Linked DNA regions of Capra hircus: region 1 is linked to region 2. Evidence: chromatin contacts called from public Hi-C data. All regions are on one chromosome and are shown on one strand. Each heading gives the region's core, a stretch centred on a gene start, on an enhancer-like site or on the middle of the called end of the contact. The rest is flanking DNA. Distances are from core to core; before and after follow the strand shown.

Region 1 (3,285 bases), core at 764-3,263, 57 kb after region 2:
TCCTTCATCTTCAATCATCGGGAGAGTCCACTGCGGGAATCAACTTGTTTTCCAGGGAGAGTGGGTAAACAAGGCTTTTCTCAGGGTGTATGTGTGTGTGTTTAGAGTCAGTCAACGTTTGTCTATTTATTCATGTACACATAGGCTTGTTTCTAAAAGGATCTGAGATGGGCCATTACGTATTTACTGAGTGGCAGCCATGCGCCGCGCAACTCCATGCGCCGCGCAACTCCATGCGCCGCGCAACTCCATGCGCCGCGCAACTCCATGCGCCGCGCAACTCCATGCGCCGCGCAACTCCATGCGCCGCGCAACTCCATGCGCCGCGCAACTCCATGCGCGCTGCGTGCGCATCCACACTCCCTCTGGCAGGCCGGAGACCCGAGAAATCTAGGGCAGGGGCTTGGGGCGCAAGGGTGAGGGAACTCAGAGGAACCAGAAAGGGGGAGGTGGGAAGAAGGGAACAGTGAGAAGGGCTTGACAGGAGATGGGAACAATCGGAACAGAAGGAGCAAAGGCTGCGAGTGGGGGATGGGGAGAACCACAGCTTCCTTCTGCGGCCCCTGCTTGTGTTTCCTTTCCCTTTCGCCCAGGTCGTCTTCAAGATCTGTTCCCCTTTCTTCTTGCAACATTGCCCCGTGGGGGACAGGGTGGGGATGAACGTAGTGGGGACGGAAACTGTGAGAGCCCCTCAGGGTCCAGATTACCCACAGGAGGGAGCCTGTCCCCAGTCAATGAGCGCTCCTGTGGTCACAGCACACTGAAGTTGCCAGCACACCAGCCATCCTCCTTTCATCCTCCCAATCAGTCTGTGACTGGGTATCAGCGCATCCATTTCATCAGAGAAGAACCCGAAGACCAGAATGTGGGTGACAGAGCAAGGACTCCACCCGTCTATCTTCAGAGGCTAAAATCTTCCTTCTGTCAACTATCGCAGGGGCCATCTGCTCCTGAATCCTCTGGGCACAGCACAGGGAGCTTAAGAAATATGAGTGGGGTTAGCATCAGGGAGGATGGATTCCTGAGAAGGGCCCCGTCTCTGCAGCGTCTAGGCCAATACCTGGGCTTAACCTTCATGGGCTTCCCTGATAGCTCAGTTGGTAAAGAACCCGCCTGCAATGCAGGAGACCCCGGTTCAAATCCTGGGTTAGGAAGATCTGCTGGAGAAGGGATAAGCTACTCACTCCAATATTCTTGGGCTTCCCTTGGCTCAGCTGGTAAAAAATCCTCCCGCAATGCGGGAGGCCTGGGTTTGAACCCTGGGTTGGGAAGATCCCCTGGAGATCCTCCAGGGGAGGATCCCTATTCTGGCCTGGAGAATTCCATGGACTATATAGTTCATGGGGTCGCAAAGAGTTGGACATGACTGAGCGACTTGCACTTTCGCTTTCAACCTTCATGGGCTACTTCAGTGGCTCGGCTCCTCTGCATTTCTATCCAGCATTTCTATTTCTGCATTTCTATCCCTGGTGCTCAGGGCACAGGACCTGGTCAGGCACCAGGAAGCTCAGGCTGCAGCCCCAGCACTGCCAGCCCTGGCTTCGTGACTCTGGCCGAGACCTCAGCCCTCTGCCCTTTGCCTTCTGCAGTCGAGATGCTGAGCTAGAGGGTGTTCGAGGTCCTGACTTCTCTGATCTTGGTGACTCCCAGATTTCCCTTGGTTTGGTTTGTTTGTATGCAGAGTGTGTGCCAGGCTGAGAACAGGATCAGTTCCCATCCTACCCAGCTGGTCAGCCCTAAGGGGTCCCTCCAGGCAGTGGGAATGGTTGCCTGGGTCAGGGGTTACAGATTCTAGTTTTATCTGTTGCAGCCAAAGCTGGGGCCAGCCTGGCCCACTCCCCAGCTGACCCCCACTGACCCCAAAACTGAGCGGCTGGGAATTGACCCAGGTTGAGCTGAGGCAGCTGTCAAGGCAGCCCTAAAATTAGCTTCAACAGGGATAGGGAGAGAGCCCTGGCCCAGGCTTCAGGCTCCAGCGTCCCCGAGGGACTGAGTCCACACTCCACTGAAGGCTGGAGAGGTCAGCCAGAGTTCTGGCAGTGGCCCCACCGTGATGTTGGCTGGAGAGTCACAGATGAGCATGGACACATTTCAGGAGGGGATTTGAAGGGCAGGCACCCTCTGCCAATTGCTTGGGCCCTGATGTAGCTCCCATCTCCCAGCCCATCAGAACCTGGGTGGGTCCAGGAAAGGACCTTGCTATTTATATTCTTCTAGAACAGGTTGAGTCAGCCTGCCTGTCTTCCCAAGGCCGAATTGGATGGCCTCACACCTAACATCAGCTCCCAACCACAGAGGAGGAGCCAGAAGGTCTACCAGCCTGCTGTGGGGGTAGGTTGCAGATCCCCAGCACTCTGTCTAAAGTCAGCTCCTCCCACTTAGGAACAGCAGCTGGATCCACTTTCCTTCTCTCTGCCTTGTGTTCTGAGGATCTTGCAGATTCTAATTCCAAAGGTCTGGGGTTGCACATGAGATGAAATATTCAAGATTCTAACAAGGTCCCAGGTTGGTCTGCAGACTACTCTGATCACAGATCTCACTCTCCTAGCCAGTCTGGGTGGACCTCTAGGCCAGACTTCCTTTCTTCGGTTTCACAGGTATTCCTCAACCAACCCCAGCAGAGCCTGGCTCAGGTACGTGGGCACATGACGCAGCAGGTAGCTGACTGTTATATTTTGTGCTCCTGTGTGGGTGGGTAGATGTGCATGGCAGTCCTGGTGCCCCTGAGCATCCAGCTTGTGACTTTTTACACTACAGAGTGTACAAAGATGCAGGTGTACAATAATAGCACAAATTGCTAACACTTTAAAAAATAGTCAACTTTTAGTCAGGTACTAACGAGATTACATATAATGTCTTAAGTCTCATAACAACTCTTATGAGTTATGGTCCTATTCTCAGATGAGAAAATTGAGGCTCACAGAGGTTAGGTGACTTGCTCAAGGTCACATGACTGTTAAGAGGCAGTCAGGGTTGCTGTCAGGGATGGTGAGGATGCACCTCACCCTGGTGCAGGTGAGCTTGGGAGCACATGTGCAGCCGGGTAGGCCTGGGTGAGTGCAGGAGTGAAGTAGCGCCAAGAGTCAGGGAGGCTGGAGTCAGTGCAGACCAATCAGAGTGCATGGAGAAGGTGGGGGGTGGGGAGGGGTGGCAATCAGAGCAGGTGCAGAAGGCAGGTGGGGAGGAAGGAGACCTAGGCCCAAATGAGCCCAGCCTGGGCTTGAGTCTTCACACTGCCCGGCTGAGTTTCAACTTTCTCCTCTGTGAAGTGAATATATAAGAGTT
Region 2 (3,451 bases), core at 240-2,739:
GTTTACAAGTGTGAGTTTAATCTGAGATGGACATCACAGCTTGGTCAGAAACGGTTACCTGTTTTGTAAGTCAGGATGCTTTTTAAACTGTGTTCCCAGTTTCAGTTCTCAGTCCTATCTCTATCTTACATACCCCAGCAACTTTGTTGCCCCAAGACGGTCATTTTCTTCTCTTCACTCCACTGATGAGGGTCTGGACCTCAAGCTGCCTTTCTGCTGCTGCTGCCACCTCTGGCCACCAGGAGGCGGCAGGGCAGCAGCCATGGACTCAAGACCCAGAGGGGACTAAGCACAGCCAGGCAAGGGAGCTGAGCCAGTGCTCAGATTGAAGGGATAGGTCTGAGGCTCTGCACAGCTCCATTTGCTTTCCTTTCCTTCCAGGGATACCAGGAACGTGGAGAAAAAGGCGGAAGGAAATGGAGAGTGAGGGAAGAGGGAAACTGAAGGAAAGGGGATCTGCAGAGCTGGCAGCTGGGTCCTCTGCCGCTCCCATCTTTTCCTGCCATCCCTGGTCCTAGTCTGACCTCCTGGCAGCCCCTCCTGGTCCTTCTCTTTCTCCCGCAGGTTGGTCATCCACCTGTGGCCTTTCTACTCCAGGGATCTACGTGGTACCTGCCGGGACTGCTCCTCCCCCTCAGCCTTCTCCCTCAACACAGATGTAAACACACATACACTAGCACAGGCTGTCTGATGACTTTTAATTTCCTCCCCCACATTGTGCAATTGATTTGGTCACAAAGGCTGGTCTAACAGCTTAATCCCACAATGAAGTGGGACTTTTCATGTGGCTGCTGATTTGGAATTTGGCTCCAGGACATAAATCTGAGGATACAGAGGGGTAGAATATCCACCTACTAAAGAAACCTAGAAACAACTGGGGTTAGATAGCTTTTCAGGTTACTACCCCAGCTCCCTACCACTTCCTTTCTTGACTCTACAAGCTCAACACCTGACATCTCTGCAGTTGTGAATTCACAACAGAGTGGGAGTGGGGAGGGGGCTGGACAAGGGCCTTCCCACCCCCAGGCCAGGCGAAAGATGCTCTAGGAAAATCACTGAGGGAGTCTGGGGTGTATCATTTCAGACTCTCAGCAGGAAAGATGGGGCACAAATTGGTCACTCTGGGATAGTTGAATGAAGAGACTCTTACAAAAGTGTGGTCTGCTGTCCGAGTCAACGCATGAGGAAGGGCACCGAGGGCCGGTGCTCTGAGACAACCTGGAGGGATGGGGTGGGAAGGGAGGTGGAAGGGAGTTCAGGGTGGGGGACACATGTATACCTATGGTCGATTCATGTTGATTTATGGCAAAAGCCATCACAATATTGTAAAGTAATTATCCTCCAATTTAAGTAAGTAAATATTTCTTAAAAGGAGTCTGGCAAAAGAATGTGTGGTCTGGTGTTTGTGGGGAGTCTGTGCAGAGCGGCACTGATGTCCGGTTGCCAGGGCCAGGGAAGCAAGGGCAGCAGGAGAGGGCGGGGGCAGTCCTGGAGATGACCCACTGGCCCCTTTCCGCCTCACCTTGCCCCACACCCAGAGGAGAGGGGCACCCCAAGGATGGGGAGCAGGGTCCTGCCAGCACTGGGGGAGAGGAGGAGGGAGCAGCAAATTCAGAAGGCAACTAGAACTTTAAACTGGACTGAACTTTAGTTGTTACCCAAGAGTGACTCAAAGTTTTGGAGTTTGCCAAATATGCAGTTCATGGATGGAAAGGGAAATTAGACATTACTGAGCAGAGAGCATCGATGAGAGGAAAGTGAAAGTTGCGTGTTTGTGCCTTACAGCACGCTCACTGTTCAGTAAACTTGGAAAGGTGGTATGATCAGTTCCATTTTACAGATGAAGAAACTGAGTTTGCAATCACAGAGCTGATGGTGGCTGAACTGGGCCGGAACCCTGCTCTTCCTGCCTCAGCTTCCCTGTGTCCCCCGACCTCTTCCTTTCCCGGAAGGGTGAATGGGGAGCTCCCAGGTCAGAAGCCTCCCTCCCACCCACACCACCCAGGCTTCTTCCCAGGATGCCTGCCCCAGGCCTACCAAGGTGAGTGATCCTCCCAGCGGGTACAGACCAGCACTGAGGAAGGCAGCTGAGGCAGTGGAAGGAGCCAGAGAGCCCTGGTCTCATGTTTAGTCTCCGCACTAATCACTGCTTGGCCTCGGGCAAGGCACAGCCCTCTCTGGGTCTCCAGTCCCTCCATGCAGCCAAATAATCCCTGGGGGTCCCTGTCAAGAGGAAAAACTGATTCTAATTGGTCATGTCTCCCAAGAGACTCACATGCTGTTTCTCAGTGGTGTTTAGGAGTAACAGCCCCAGGAAGTGATGTCAAATTTGAAAGGTGAGGAGCAGGGCAGGAAGGCCCAGAAGGTAGATGCAGGGGAGATATTTTGGGGCAGACAGATGCCCTGGTCACTGCCAGACAATGGTATAGGGCAGCCATTGTGCTGGGAATGAAAAATCCTTTTCTGACTTCAAGGGCTGAAAATAGTCATGGGTGAGCCCCTGGGAGTTGGCGTGGTCTGGTCCATTGTTCCTGGCTGAGATGGGGTTGGGACTGGACACCTGGTTGACTTGAAGCCAAGACAAGGGCAAGCCTTCTTGAAGAGGCTGGGGCCACTGAGGGGTGGATGGGCAGAGCCAAGGTCATTGCATATGGGGAAATTGGAAACTGAGATCCAGAGAGGAAAAGGAGATTCACCATGTCACATGGCACAGCAGAGCAGAGGAGGATGAGTTTGGTTTCTGGGGCTCATTTCCCTCACCCTCACACCCTCCACCTCAAGTACATACCCATGGGGAAGGCAAATGCATCCCTCACCTGTCACCCCAGTCACTCCTGGCCAAGCTCCAGCCTCACCCCACAGAGGGCAGAAGCGTCTGACGTTCAGCTGGCTCTACTCCAAGGCACCGTGTGGTACCAGTGGAGTCACTTCATCTTTCTGCTCACTTGATGCCAGGGGAGACCCACTGCCCCACTCTAGTTCTCAGAACTGAGGGCTCATGGGTCCTAGCAATGCCTGGGGGGACAACTGTTAGCTCTGTCTTTGATGAAAAATCTAGGCTGCTGATGCCCTAAGTTAGGGAGAACTGGTGTGTGGGAGGCAAGGTCTCCAGCCTCTACAGAGTGACCCAGAGAGGGCAGGCATATGGACTCAGGTCACACAGCAAAAACTGGCCATCTGTTGCCTGCTCTGGCCCAGCTCCAGGTTGGTCCTCCAGCCCTGGGTCTCTGATTCTTGGATAAACCGAGGAGTGGCTGCAGTGCCCTGGTGGGGACCACCAGTCAAGAAGAAAGGGCCAAGTCTTGCTGCCAGAGAGGGGGAGCCCTTTGGAAGACCAAGGGCATCCTGTTCATCCCCCACTGTCACTTCTCCCTGAAGCCCTTCCACAGCCCATCACCCAGACAAGGCTCTGTAAACACACACGAGCTCACGAGCCTGAGTGCCACCCAGT

Evidence for each region. Hi-C and Micro-C count contacts between places; a contact is called where the count stands out from the background.
Region 1: a Hi-C map of blood shows a contact between it and region 2, with 5 times the contacts expected there. The contact joins two enhancer-like sites. A contact is called at or near these places in 2 of 5 Hi-C or Micro-C datasets (both in blood).

The regions. Positions count from the first base shown.
Region 1 is chr15:30,337,313-30,340,597 of ARS1.2, forward strand. No RefSeq gene overlaps it. Among named protein-coding and RNA genes, the nearest start is that of P2RY2, 37 kb to the left of the region's middle. Within about 2 kb of position 2,014, at least 4 of the 5 cell types and tissues checked have an H3K27ac peak or open chromatin away from gene starts, as enhancers often do.
Region 2 is chr15:30,281,277-30,284,727 of ARS1.2, forward strand. It overlaps P2RY2 (P2Y purinoceptor 2), which reads right to left. Exons shown (of 3, transcript XM_018059380.1): 3 at 682-3,451. Among named protein-coding and RNA genes, the nearest start is that of P2RY2, 19 kb to the right of the region's middle. Within about 2 kb of position 1,490, at least 2 of the 5 cell types and tissues checked have an H3K27ac peak or open chromatin away from gene starts, as enhancers often do.